Regions from separate parts of the Gossypium hirsutum genome. Here regions 1 and 2 are each linked to region 3. Evidence: chromatin contacts called from public Hi-C data. All regions are on one chromosome and are shown on one strand. Each heading gives the region's core, a stretch centred on a gene start, on an enhancer-like site or on the middle of the called end of the contact. The rest is flanking DNA. Distances are from core to core; before and after follow the strand shown. Region 1 holds the start of LOC107920922 (MADS-box protein AGL24-like). Region 2 has its middle 13 kb from the start of LOC107921968. Region 3 holds the start of LOC107962243 (F-box protein At1g78280).

Region 1 (4,657 bases), core at 589-3,088, 160 kb before region 3:
ATTAAATAAATTTTTAGCATACAATTATATTATAAATCTACGTAATAATTGTAAAATCTAATATAAAATTTACCTCGTTATTAGTGGGAATGTATATGGGTGGTTCACTCGAGGACGTAAAAATGAAAAGCGAAACCGTGCCCATGATTATAGTAGTGATAGGCAACCTCTGATTTTTACTTTATTCGGTCGTGTCGCTTCGCACATCTCCTGGTACAATGTTGCTAACACGGCAAACCCCCAACTAAATTTACCAGCTGCTCTAAAATCAACGAGTTATAAAAAATTATTAAATAAAAATTAATTAAAATTGCATAAATAAAAAAAACATCAAATAGTATTGAAAAATTAATTAAAATTATCACTTACCATTGTCATTTGATCGACGGAGATGTATTTATTATCGAGATGAATTAATTCTCCGGCCATTACTAACACGATAAAATATTTTTTAATTAAAAAAATTAATTAAAAAAATTTTAAATAGAGCTTTTTTGCAAAAATTAAATAGAGTTTTGAAAAAATATGATAAAAATTTGAGAGAATTTGGAGAAAATTTAGAAAAAATTATGAGAGGACTTTTGGGTGAAAAAATGAAAGGGGACCTTTTATATATATTTTTTTGATCGTTGGAGGTCAAACAGTTAAGTGACCATTGGAACAGGGCAAAACGCGTTCTTAGGGGAGTATTTTATCTACGTCAGCATAAAACGCGCCTTCAAGGAAGTACTTTGTGCTGACGTGGACAAAACGCTTTCTTAAGAATACGTTTTGCTGACATATCTCTTGACTTTGTGCTAACGTAGACGTCCTTTTAAAAAATTTTAACATTTCTAATAAATAATTAAAAAATTAATCTATTTTTATAAATAATTTTAGAAATGGCGTTTTTCACTAAATTACCCAGAAAGGGAGGTAGGGGGTGATATACAAATATAAGAGAAAAATCATAATTGGAAAGTAGGAAGTGATAAAGAAAGAAAGGAATTCTGGAGCTATCGCGGTCGGTTGATTGATGGAAGTGACGCGATGATGTGGCCGTAGAGGGGAAGCCAAAGTAAAAGTGGGGTTAATATCTTGGGTTTTTGGCCAATGACAGTCTCCATTGTACGGAAAGCCCTCGTCCACAAAAAAATCCCCAAAATAAGGATTATTTTATTAGAAAAAAAAGTGAAATAGAATAAAGAAAAGGAGTTAAATGTAGTCACTTTGTTTGGTTTGATCAAATCTGCTATTATTGGTGATCAGAGCTGATTTTGGCTATTCCTTTCTCTGCATACAAAAAGGAAAATAAAACGGAGTGAGACTTAATTTCCAAAAACAAAATGTCCGAAGACTGAAGATAAAATATAGAAAGCTTCTCTTTATATGTAGTTCTAAAAAGCAAGGTCTGAAGAGGAGACCTTTCCTTTCTTGAGTCAGGTAACAGTCCCAAACCGAAGGGCTTTTGCCTTTCTTTTTTCTCTCTCTTTTATGGTTTTTCAGTTTAAACCTCTGTATTTGGGAGGCTTTTGATTCCTGTCACCAGACCTAACTCCAGCTCCTGAACAAATATATCTCAATAAGGTAAATTTAATGAAAGTAAACCCACCAATCCGACTCCTTTTATGTCTGAGTTTTTAGTTCTGTCAGTTTCTTTCTTCTTTTAGAAACCTGGATCTGAAACATGGGGTCTTTCGCTAGGGCTTCAGCTTAAAATTTCCTCAAATGAACTTGGCACAAAAAGTCAAGAAAACTCACTTTTTCCCTCTTGTTTTTAAGTCATTTTATGTATTATTGTTACTATTTTTTTTTCCTCTGAGAGGAGTTTTTTTATATTGTTATTTTTAAGGTAGAAATGGCGAGGGAGAAGATCAAGATCAAGAAGATAGACAACTTGACGGCTAGGCAAGTGACTTTCTCTAAAAGAAGGCGAGGGCTTTTCAAGAAAGCTGAAGAGCTTTCAGTTCTTTGTGACGCTGAGTTTGCTCTCATTATTTTCTCAGCTACTGGAAAGCTCTTTGAGTTTGCTACCTCCAGGTATATTTTCCATCAACTTCCAATAATACTCTTTCTCTTCTTTTACTTTCTGTCTACTTATATCATAGTTATAGATGGAGAGAGAGCAAAGGGAACTTGTAGTAAGCTTCCGTTGCCATGTCCGGTTTAGATCCTGTGACAGATCTTCCAAAACAAAAATTAAGCCTTTAATGAAAAAGAATAAAAAAAAAAGCTAAGTCTTAAACAAACCTGGTAACATGATATTTGTTTTTGTTCAGATTCCATAGATCGTGGAGGCTATACTACTATACTGATATCTTTTGCATAAAATAGCCACACACACTCTCTCTCTAAAAAGATACCAATATTTCTTTTTATAATTAAAAAAATTCTCGATGTCTTTTTGATTTAATTTTTCCTGGCTTTATTCATTAATCGATTGGTTTTAGTTCATAAGTGTTGGATAAATTTGGGCATTCTGCATTTGATCTTCCTATGCCCTTCGGTTACTGATTTATTGGGGTATGAGATCTTTGTTTTTCCATGGTATATGTTGAGAATCTTTACCGGCACATTTAGCTAAAGATTATATCCATTTTAAATTTACCCACAAACTTCTTATTATTATATTATATTTATATTTTGTTTGGATTTTTATGTTTATTTTTTTATTAAATATTCGTTTCAATATATATTAAAATATGGGGGTGAGGTTTAATCTCCCAAAGTTAGTTGCGTTGGATGTTTTACAATATATTAATCCTCATATGTTATCAGATCTTACCTTTGATTTCAATGTATCCCGACTCATTTTCCAAACTGTTTCTAATCAATGTTATGCAAAGAGCATATATTGGTAAGCAAGCATACAAGTTTTTGCATTAGGTCTAGTTTCTTGCATTACTTACAGAATATTCTATATATTTTCCAAAATCCAGTTCTATCGCGAAATTATATATTAAATCGGGGAGGAACTTAAGTGTCCAAGCTTAAACTTTAGACCTTAACTAAGACTAAAAGTTAGTTGACAATGTTTAAAGCTTATATTGCGAATAAATTCTACAAATAAGAACCCATTTATCCGGTTAATGTCTAAAAAAGGTTGAGTTCGTAAAAGTCTAATGATATCAGTTCAGGGGACAAATCTTGAAAATGCTAATTTTTGGTTGCCCTTCTTGTGTATTTTTAGTGGGGCTGGAATGGGTTTTAGTTGAGACTTTTCTTTTAGATAATGTTGATATTAGAGCTTGCAAAATGCTATGTTTTGCTTTAATAGGTTGTAGCTAGTACTGAAATCTTTTGGTTTTCAATAAATTATTTGACTTGGCCGAAAAGAAAATACACTTGTTTGTTAATATTGCATATTTGAGTACTCAATTTATTTTTTGAATATTGAAAACTTCATTTTTGAATTTATGGGTTTAGAATATTAATTAAAGAGTATTTAGTTATCTATCTCTGTTCCTTTTAAGTGAATATTATATACTAATGCTTCTTTTGGTTATTAGTATATTATAATAAGATAAGTAAAAAAGTATTTATTACATATATTACAATAGTTAAATTTAAAAACAATAATTAGTACAAATTTAAATTTAAAATTAAAAAAAATTAATAATAACTCTTATAAAAAATAAAATATCTTCAAAATAAACAAAAAACTCTTTCCCTTTCCTATAAATAGGTGCATAATAGTTTATTGCTTTTTCTTTTATTTCAGTTTTAAAGTAAAGAGTTTAATTTTTGAAAATCTCAAAATGGAAAAACTTAAATAGAAATTGAACGTAACATTCGAGCATAAATACATGCCGGAATCATTCTTTTAACATTCGAGTTTGAATGTTAAATGTACAAAATGGATTCATGTTTGAGATCCAATATGAACTAATTTTTTCTATTACTAAATAGCTAGTTGCTTTCTTGTTTGTTCTGCTGTGTTTTGTATTCACTTCTGTTGCGGTTCAATTATGTTTTGTTTTGTATTTTTACACACCTGTTACAAATAAAAAGACTGAAGAACTTTATATTAGAAGTTAGATTATAATTTATTTATTTTATTAAAAAAGTAAATTAATTCATATATAATTGTTTGGTTATTTTATTCGTCATGTCAGTATCTAATGGTAGAAATGGTTAAGATTTTTAATATTAAAGATTAATTAATTTTTTAATTTAACATATAAAAATTAATTTATTATTTTTTAAATAAAAGGTGCAAAATACAATCTAACTCCTCAGTAGCTTACTTTTACTCTCTGCTAGATCTTTTCATGTATTTGTGCTGCTTCATGCTCATGGACCCTGTTGTTGCTCGCTCCTTTTGGTCATATATTATCATGTCATATAAAGGAAAGAACTTTGATTTTGGGGAAACTTTCTGGTTCCTTGTATTAAAAAAAATCCCTTATTTATTGAGAAAAGAAGAAGAAGCTAGTTGGCTCATCGATAGTAGCAGTAAATGTTTAGGCTTTGCCGCAAGCATCTATGGATTTCCTGTATGCTTTGGACTCTGATTGCCAATTGGAGTTCAATGTTACCGCTCGCAGTAGTAATAGCAGGCATCTTTTACCTTAAACTCTTTTCATTTCTGGTGAATTCCTCACAGGAAGTTTTGCTGAAGAAATAATTTTAAACCGTTCCTTGTTTTAATTTTTTTTTTGGCCCGTTGTTTATTTCA
Region 2 (4,500 bases), core at 1,634-4,133, 230 kb before region 3:
TACATTATTTTTTTTGATATAATTTGATCTTTCCACTCTTATAATGTCATTAGTTAGTCTAAATATTTAATATTATTAACTATTTCAATAAAATAGTTAGTCTAAATATTTAATATTATTAATTGTTTCAATAAAATTATCAATGTTAATTTTACTTAGGAACAATATTTCAACAAAAAAAATTTATTATGATGAATTCGAATAAATGTTTTTAAGAGAAAAAAATTCATAAAAACATTTTCAATATTATTTTTATTGTTACATAATTACAAAGTGATTTTTTTAAAATTTTAAAATGTCATATCAGCGAATTTAATAGAAGAATTTTAACCATGGTAACAATCGGATCTAAATTTTTAAATCCAAAAAGTAGAGGGTCTAAAATTTTGAAACTAAAAGTAGGATCATAATATATTTTAAACTTCAAATTTGATCTCAATAATTTGACACAAATAAATAATCAACCTAACGCAAAGCGAGAGAATCATACTAGTTATAGTTAAGATAAGGTTTTATTATTAAATTCACATTTTGTTTTGAGAAATTAGCAAATTCACATTTAAACTATATTTCCACTCTCACATTGGTACTTTTTTTTATATAATATTAGGAGTGGGGGTGGGGTAATGCAGTTTGAATCCAAGCCAAATGGGTATCTAATAAAAAAAACTTTAACCACCACTCTATACAAGACAAAACCACTCTCATATTGATTCTTAAAGCTTTCAAATAGTGGTACTTAGATTATTAATTTTGTTTCATTGTATAAAAAGGTGTACAATATCTAATAGAACACGCTACGTGTCATGTTTTTATTTCCTGATATTGTTTTTGGGTAAATTGAAACAAAACTGATAGTTTAAAAAAGCTTTAAATATGTCAATAAAGCCTTGGCATTGTTGGCAAAAGCTGAGGCCCTGAGTATCTACGTTTGGGTCCTTCCATGTGCAACTACGCACGTGTGGGTCCCTAATCCCATCTTATGTGTATGCAATGTGTGAATTTTATCCCGTTCTTCCACATCTTGTACGTATGATATGTGTGAGTTTTATCGAGTTCTTCCCTATCTTGTGTGTATGTCATGTATGGATTTTATCCAATTCTTTCCTATCTTGTGTATATGCTATGTGTGGGTTTTATCCCGTTCTTCCCTATCTTGTGTGTATGTCATGTATGGGTTTTATTCAATTCTTCTCTCTCTTGTATATATGTCCGTTGTGCTTTATATTGATTTGATTCTATGCCATGTGTGGATTTTATTTGATTCTATGAATGTAAGTATTTATATTAATGCTCCCTAAAAAGAGTTTTTAAATACTAACATGAGAAATAGGTATGATTTTTTAGTGAATATTTACTAATAAAACGGTTAAGAAATTAATGTATCGATGGGGACAACTGATGAAAGCAGGCAATGATGCTTCTTTCTAAATTTTAAACAAAGGTTTGAATTAATCATTAATTTTGTTTAAAAAAATTATTAATTTTACAGGCGGGCATTTGGGTCTGAACGAATGACTTAACCCATGATCAGGTCTAGAGAAAATGGAAGAGGGAAGAGAAAAAGAAGACGTGAAAAAAAAAAGAAATTTTGTTAATTTAATTTAGTATATATATTTTTAAGTCAAAAAAAGCAAAAAGAAAAAGAATTTAAACAAATTTTTAATTATTTTTAAAATATATATATCAATTATTCTAATTTGATGTAGAGTTAAAAAATATGTCTTTGTATAATTTTTGTAATTTATATATTTTTTAGATTTTATAGATAGATATTTTTATGAATTTTTATATCTTTATTTCAATTGTTTTTAGAAACTTAAGCTTTATATATTTAATAAAATAAAATTTATACATTTTATAAGAGAATGTCATGTGTCACTTTTTTTTATTGGCTAAAACATGTCACGTGATTTTTTTTTGTCAAAGTTGTGTTACAATTTTTTTATTATTAAAGTTCATTACAAAATGGACTAAGAAGATAAGAAATACATACTTTAAGTATCAAATTGGGTCATGAAAAATTTAGGTACCAAAATGAGAAAATAAGTACACTTCAAAAGTTAAATAGTAAATTAAGCCAATACAAAAAATTAACACTTACTACAATGACAATAAAAATAATAACACAACTTATACCACTTGTAGAACATATTCAATAATTGCGACAATAATAAGAATACAACATTGATTAAAAACAGTTTTAAATTTATTGTCAGTAATTGTTAAACACAATAATAATGGACAAAAAAACAAATGACAACTTTACTAACACTAATTCATGAATTATGACTAAAAAAAAAACACTAACATGATAAAAGTGACTTGTAGAAATTTGAATAGTATTTTGAATGGCTTAAGGTTTGTAGATGTTTGAGAGAATTTTGGGATAATTTTTTTAAATTAATTTTGATTTAATAAATTGTAAAACTTATAAGAAAGGGGAAATGGATCAACAACTTAAAAATAACATGATCTTGATATCCATAGGTGGCTAATTCAATGTGTTATAAAAGACCTGAACTCAATACCCATAAATATTAAATTCTTATTACATCAAGCTAAATTTGTATCCATAACAAAAAAAATGTAAAAACTTTAAGGGAAATATCTCAACAATTATCGATATAAAAATCATTCATCATCAATAAATGATTAAACAATAGATTGTATATATAGTATTCTAACATTAATGAGATAAGTTGACACCCATAAATATGTGTTAGTTTTACCTAAATTTGTCATTTTCTGTATAATTAAATAACAATGAATAAGATTGAAATTTAGAAAGCAAATTAAAATTGTTTGCATATGGAAATTGAGAAAGCGTAGATTATGTTATGTAAAATGTGGTCCAATTTGATTACTCCATGTGTGCAATACGGATAAGCAATTCTTTTTCTTTTTCATCACAATTTGGTCATGCACTGCACTGACTATATTCATTCATCCAATTCCAAATGGAATGTGCAAAAGCCACAACCTTCTTTGTTTTGACATAATCAGACAAAGCCAAGATCTACCGTCCAATCACTATCATAATATTATAATTATCAACAATGAAATTAATTTCATAGCTGAAAACTTTTTTTTTAAATAGTTTGGGTTGGAATAATAGTTATATAAAATTTCATAATAAAATTAAAAAAATATTATTTATTTTTAATTAGTATTTTTAAAATAAAAATAAATACGATATATAATGACTTTTTTTAATTTCAACTTGTGAAATTAAAATATTTCACCTAATAGTACTCTTTAAGTATATATATATTTGCAATAAAAATGTCCACTTCTCTAAAAAATATTATAATTTAAAATTTTAAATTTTAAATTTTAAAATTAAGAATTAAAAATTAAATTCGGTAGTAATTTTTTAAAAATTGAATATCTATTTGAAGGGTTCGATGCATTTAACTTGGATTTGCCATTTTTAGTATTGCTTTCCTAGTTTCAATGTAGCTAAAACTGACTATATACAGTATGTCCAAGAGTTGGTAGCCGGCCAAGCTTGAAAACCCTTGCTCGTCTTAAGAAAAGTTTGGTATATAGGAGTCAATCTTTTGTAATGAAAACGAAAAAGCTTTCAATGTAACGCCTGTTTCATAGTAGAGCACATGACATGGAACTTCTTTAGGTGCTTGAGGATCTTTGTTTGAAAACCATGAAAAGTAGGAATTAAACCATATTTCAGTTCAAAAAGATGCTGAATGTAAAATGATTGATGATTTAGTTCTCGTGCAGCTAACTCTCATAAAGTTCCAGTATCAATCATAACTCCTTTTATTTCACTGATCTTGATTTTTCTAGATGACGACTAGCTGTTGCTATCTGATTCAATTGCAGCAAACAATGGGTTTCGATTCATTCTAGTTTCTCGTCTTAATTTTCTTGCACTTCTTTCAATCTTCGGATCGTACACGAGGTCACCTATATGAGAAGATTGGGGCATAAAGATAAACAAAACCTAAAAAAAAAAATATATATTCACATCAATCCTCAGCAACGTTGTCAAATTTTGATAGGCCGTCGGGGCTTACAAAAATAAAGCCTACTTAAATAAATAAATAATTGTAATTAGTGAGAAGGGTTGAATCCACAAACATCAATAGTAATTTTATTCCATTAATTAAAATAAATAAAAAGGAGGTTTTTTTTAAAGAAACTTAAAATTAAAGAGAAAACTAAATTTAAAATTTAGTAAAGAAAGTGATAATTAAAAGTTTAGAGAAAATTAATACGATGAAACTCTAGTTAAAGTAAAATCTCCGTTTGATTTAAGGGTTTGATCATTGATGTAAAATATAATATTCAATGTTCTTTAATAAATTGATTGTAATTGTCTGCGATCAACTAACAACTTAGTATTTTCTTACCTTCTCGATAATCAAGACAATTGCCATTAATTATTTCCCTAATTGACAAACAATCCTATAACGATCGCTTAAGGTTTAATCTATCAATAGCATTAACAACGAAATATACCCAATTCTAACAAAC
Region 3 (4,363 bases), core at 555-3,054:
CTGAGATCTTCCTTGTCATGGTGGCTGTAATTGGGTTTACATACATTACCTTGGTGTGCCTTTGGTGCCTAATGTTGATTGCAAACCCTTCATTGAGAAGATAACTTGTAGGATTAATTATTGGTCTGATTAATTATTGGTCTCCCAAACACTTAATTTTGCTGGTAAACTTCAACTGATCAAATATGTTCTCTTCAGCGTGCAAGCTTTATAGAGCAGATAGTACCTTCTACCTAAGTTTGTTCTCTAGAGTACTACCTAGTTGTCCCTAAGATTTTTCTAGAAGGGGTCCAATAGCAGTGCTGTAGGGGTTAGGGTGAGCACCATCTGCTTACTCAAGTCAGAGAGAGGATTAAGCATCAGAAATTTAGAGGAGTGGAACAAAGTTTGCATGTCTTAACTAATTCCAGTCTTGCTTGCTTCTGAGGGTTCCTTACGGATTGCTTGGATCCAAATGTATGCGTCAAAAGGGGATTCTTTTTGGAATGTTTCTTTGAATTCCTCTAGTAGTTGGACATGGAGGAGGCTCCTTAATCTGAGGGATCTTGCTGCTGAATTTATTTTGCGGTTCCCTACTCAAATGAAAGGGGAAAAGGCAGAGGCTTATCTGGTTTCCACTTCATGTGCCTAAACACTCACTTATTGCATAGATGGATATTTTGAACAGGCTACCTATAAGAGATTGGTTAATTGCTTGTGGTTTTAACATTGATAGCAGTTGCCTTTAATGTTCCTCTGCTACTGAAAACAAGAGACTGCATCTTTTTTGAACGTGAGTTCGCCCGAGGGCTTTGGGGATTGATTTTGGTTCTCTACGGCATTACAAGATCTATTGGGACTTGGATTCAAGAGTTGAATTGGGCTATGAATTAATTGAAAGGTAAGTCTCTCATAGTTTGCATTCTCAAACTTGCATGGACTGCATTTATACATATCATTTGGTTTGAGCGGAATGGCAGACTCTTTGGCAAACCTTCTAATCTGGTGGAGGTCTTGCTTGCAAGAATTCAAGAAGTGCTGAGAGTTCGGCTGAATGGTAAACAGATTAATAAGATGTACACCATTAACAAACACCTTTGCTTGAATTGGGGCTTATCTAGTACATGAATGTATAGTTTTGTTGTATAGTTTCTTGTTGAGTGATGTTGTTCATGTAGCAGGTTTTTTTTTTCTTTTTGGTAATGAATTCTTCACTTATCAAAAAAAAAATTAAGTTTGATAGTTTTGTTGAATTCAATTCAACTCTAAATTCAAAAATAATAACATTTTCTTTATTTTCATCATTTGGACTGTTTTGGTTTAAGAAAACAGTGAAAATTTTATTTTACAGATAAATTTTGCGAGTGATATTATATAAATGATTTTACATTTTAAAAACATGCTTGTTGAAACAAGTTTATTTTTTATATATGAATAACGAAATCGTCAGTCTTTGTTTGGAGAACATTTTGTTTAAATTAAAGCTGATATTAGAGAAATGAAATTATTTAGAGCTTCGAGAAGTTTCAGTTGCAGAGATAATGGAGCGAAATTGGAAGATTAGGGGAGAGATGGAGTTAAATGTTTGTAATTGACTAGAAAAAAATTTATATGTAACAATGACATAAAAAAAAATGATAATATGTATTAATTTAATTGATTGAGCCCATATCCTATGTGATGGGAATGGTCCATTAGTTTAAACATATGGATGAGATAGTGTCTAAAAGTTGGACTTTTATACAATGATGTTTCGGAGTTAAGCCCATATAGAGGATATGGTTGTAACTTAGATACATCTCGTCTGGCCGATTGATTTGCCCTGCTGATTGTCTGCTAATGTTATTTGCTTGAGTCTCCCCCTTCTTTTTTTATTTTCGATGGTGGAAACCTGATTCAACTTAAGATTGTTCCTATTTCCTTAGTTTGTATCTTAGGGTTTTTCGACCTCTTGCACTCTCTGTTGTACTACCCATATTATTTATCTTGTGCGAGACATCTTTCTCTGCTTGTGACTTTTCTTCCAATGGAAGTTATAAATTTTAATTAATATATAGCATTGAAAGTCTTAGTAGACACGTGGCAACGCGCTCTGCGTTATTTCCAAGCAAAGTTGTTTAAAAGACGACGAAACAAATCTATATTACCTTTAATCTGTTTGCTTCGATCGATCCCCATATTCCCTCTGACCCCCCCCCCCCAAAATAAAAAAAACCTGAACTCATCAATGGAAAATTCTCATGAATCCCAGAGTTTGCATCTCAAAGACCGCCGCGTGGATGCCCTGGGCAACTTCAACCTCCTCCCCGACGAACTCATTTGTGCCATCTTAGATTACCTCACTCCTCTTGAAATAGCTCGTCTCGCTTGTGTCAGCAGGTTTTTGTTTTTCTTTGCTCTCTTTTTATTCTTAATTTTTCCAATTCCCATATTCTCGCTTTTTAATCTTCTTCTGTCTAATATATTTTCTTATTTTGAGTTTGCATTTTTAGTGTTATGTATATATTCTGCAATGAAGAGCCGCTTTGGATGAGCCTTTGCCTCAAGAAAGTCAACGGTCCACTTCCATACAAAGGCTCCTGGAAAAAGACGACGTTGCATTTGTATTTTCATCTTTGCAGCTGAAACTGAAACTTAAATTTCCTATTTTCTTTTTGCTTCAATTTTGTATTTTAGTATCTAATATCGCTGGCTTTTTATTTATTTATAATAATTTTAATGCAGAGAGAATTTGCCGAATAAATATATAGACTATTGCCGAAAACCATTGCAGTTTGATGGTAAATAGCCTCACGTTTTTGTTTTTATGAAAATAAATCCTTTCTTTATTTAAATGATGGCATTGATTTGAGTAATTGTTAACATATATATATTATATTTTTTTTTTGGGGGGGGGGGAGGGGGCTGCAGGATTTCACTCTTTCTTCTTATACAAAAGATTATATAGGTGCCATACTACATTAGACGGATTTTCTTTCGATGATGGAAATGTTGAAAGACAAAACGATTTATCAAAGGAACAGTTTGATCGCGAATATGATGGGAAAAAACCGGTATGCTACATATATTTTATGTTTGTTTTCAGTAAATTGTGTTGAACTCACTGCTTCTGTCAATGATTGCTATGGTATCCCCTACATATTTGTCCTTTGTTGAGTATTTAAAAGAAATCTGTTGCATTATATCTGTAAATGTTGCACTCTTCCTTAATGCCAGATTTTATGAGTTAAGCAGCTGGATAACAATTTCTGCTTTTTGGATGGGGTTCTTGCTAATTACATTCCAGGTTTTGCTCACTGGATTGGCCGAGTATTGGCCCGCAAGGACTAATTGGACAATTGACAAACTACTGCTCAAATATGGAGATACAGCATTTAAGATCTCTCAAAGAACTGCTGGAAAAATTTCAATGAAATTCAAGGATTATGTATCATACATGAACGAACAGCATGATGAGGATCCTCTTTATATTTTTGATCACAAGGTGAGCTTAGGGTAGTCATAACATTCATACATTTGTGTGCCTATTTATGTGCAAGTATGTGCTTGGCTTTTTTTTCCCTCTCCTTGGGGAGCATGATGGAATAGTGGCCTCTTTAGAAAAACCTCAAAGTATTATGATTGTTTGTCATGTAGTTTGGAGAATCTGCACCTGGGTTATTGGAAGATTACAATGTGGCCCAAATATTTCAAGAAGACTTCTTTGATGTTCTAGATAGAGATAGTCGACCACCATTCAGATGGCTTATCATTGGGCCAGAGAGGTCTGGTGCCTCTTGGCATGTTGATCCAGCACTTACCAGCGCCTGGAATACCCTTCTATGTGGTCTTAAAAGGTATTTTTGAGATGTTACCTCTGTATTTATAAAATGCTTCCATGTGGTGATTTTGGATTTCACATTTTGTGCCTCCTGCTTAATAACAGTGGAAGTCTGTTTGTGGAGCTCATTTAGGAATATCCAACAACTTCATTAAACTTTATCTTTTATTGATTTCATTTGACCTTATACTAGTGCTCTGGTTATTAGTCCATAAAGTGCCTGATAACTGAATTTGGCTGCATAAGGTTGTCTTTTTTGTTTCTTCACTATGGCTGAAAAGCTGATATCCAGGATGTCATTTGTCAATTTTTTGGGCAGGTGGGCGTTGTATCCTCCTGGAAGAGTTCCTTTGGGCGTTACAGTGCATGTAAATGATGAAGATGGTGATGTCAACATTGATACTCCATCATCATTACAGGTAATCTAAACTATGGTCCTTTGCTTGATCTCCTAGTTCTTATCACATTTCTTCGGATTACTTTTGTTGAATCTTTTTTTTCTTTTTGTGTACAGTGGTGGCTAGATTATTATCCACTTCTTGCTGATGAAGACAAGCCAATTGA

The links. A called contact is a pair of places that touch in the nucleus more often than the background predicts.
Region 1: a contact with region 3 is called in a Hi-C map of hypocotyl, with 2.5 times the contacts expected there. The contact joins the promoter of LOC107920922 here to the promoter of LOC107962243 in region 3. A contact is called at or near these places in 6 of 34 Hi-C or Micro-C datasets (callus, fibers, hypocotyl and 1 more).
Region 2: a contact with region 3 is called in a Hi-C map of leaf, with 2.8 times the contacts expected there. The contact joins the enhancer-like site here to the promoter of LOC107962243 in region 3. A contact is called at or near these places in 2 of 34 Hi-C or Micro-C datasets (hypocotyl and leaf).

What each region holds. Positions count from the first base shown.
Region 1 is chrA01:40,752,994-40,757,650 of Gossypium_hirsutum_v2.1, reverse strand. It overlaps LOC107920922 (MADS-box protein AGL24-like), which reads left to right and starts at 1,838. Exons shown (of 7, transcript NM_001327183.1): 1 at 1,838-2,019. The coding sequence starts at 1,838.
Region 2 is chrA01:40,824,969-40,829,468 of Gossypium_hirsutum_v2.1, reverse strand. No RefSeq gene overlaps it. Among protein-coding and RNA genes, the nearest start is that of LOC107921968, 13 kb to the right of the region's middle. Within about 2 kb of position 2,883, at least 1 of the 9 cell types and tissues checked has an H3K27ac peak or open chromatin away from gene starts, as enhancers often do. A contact at or near this core is called in leaf, where this site is marked.
Region 3 is chrA01:40,590,535-40,594,897 of Gossypium_hirsutum_v2.1, reverse strand. LOC107962243 (F-box protein At1g78280) reads left to right here and starts at 1,804. Exons shown (of 16, transcript XM_016898561.2): 1 at 1,804-2,358; 2 at 2,472-2,582; 3 at 2,704-2,759; 4 at 2,890-3,032; 5 at 3,266-3,463; 6 at 3,616-3,815; 7 at 4,119-4,218; 8 at 4,314-4,363. The coding sequence starts at 2,207.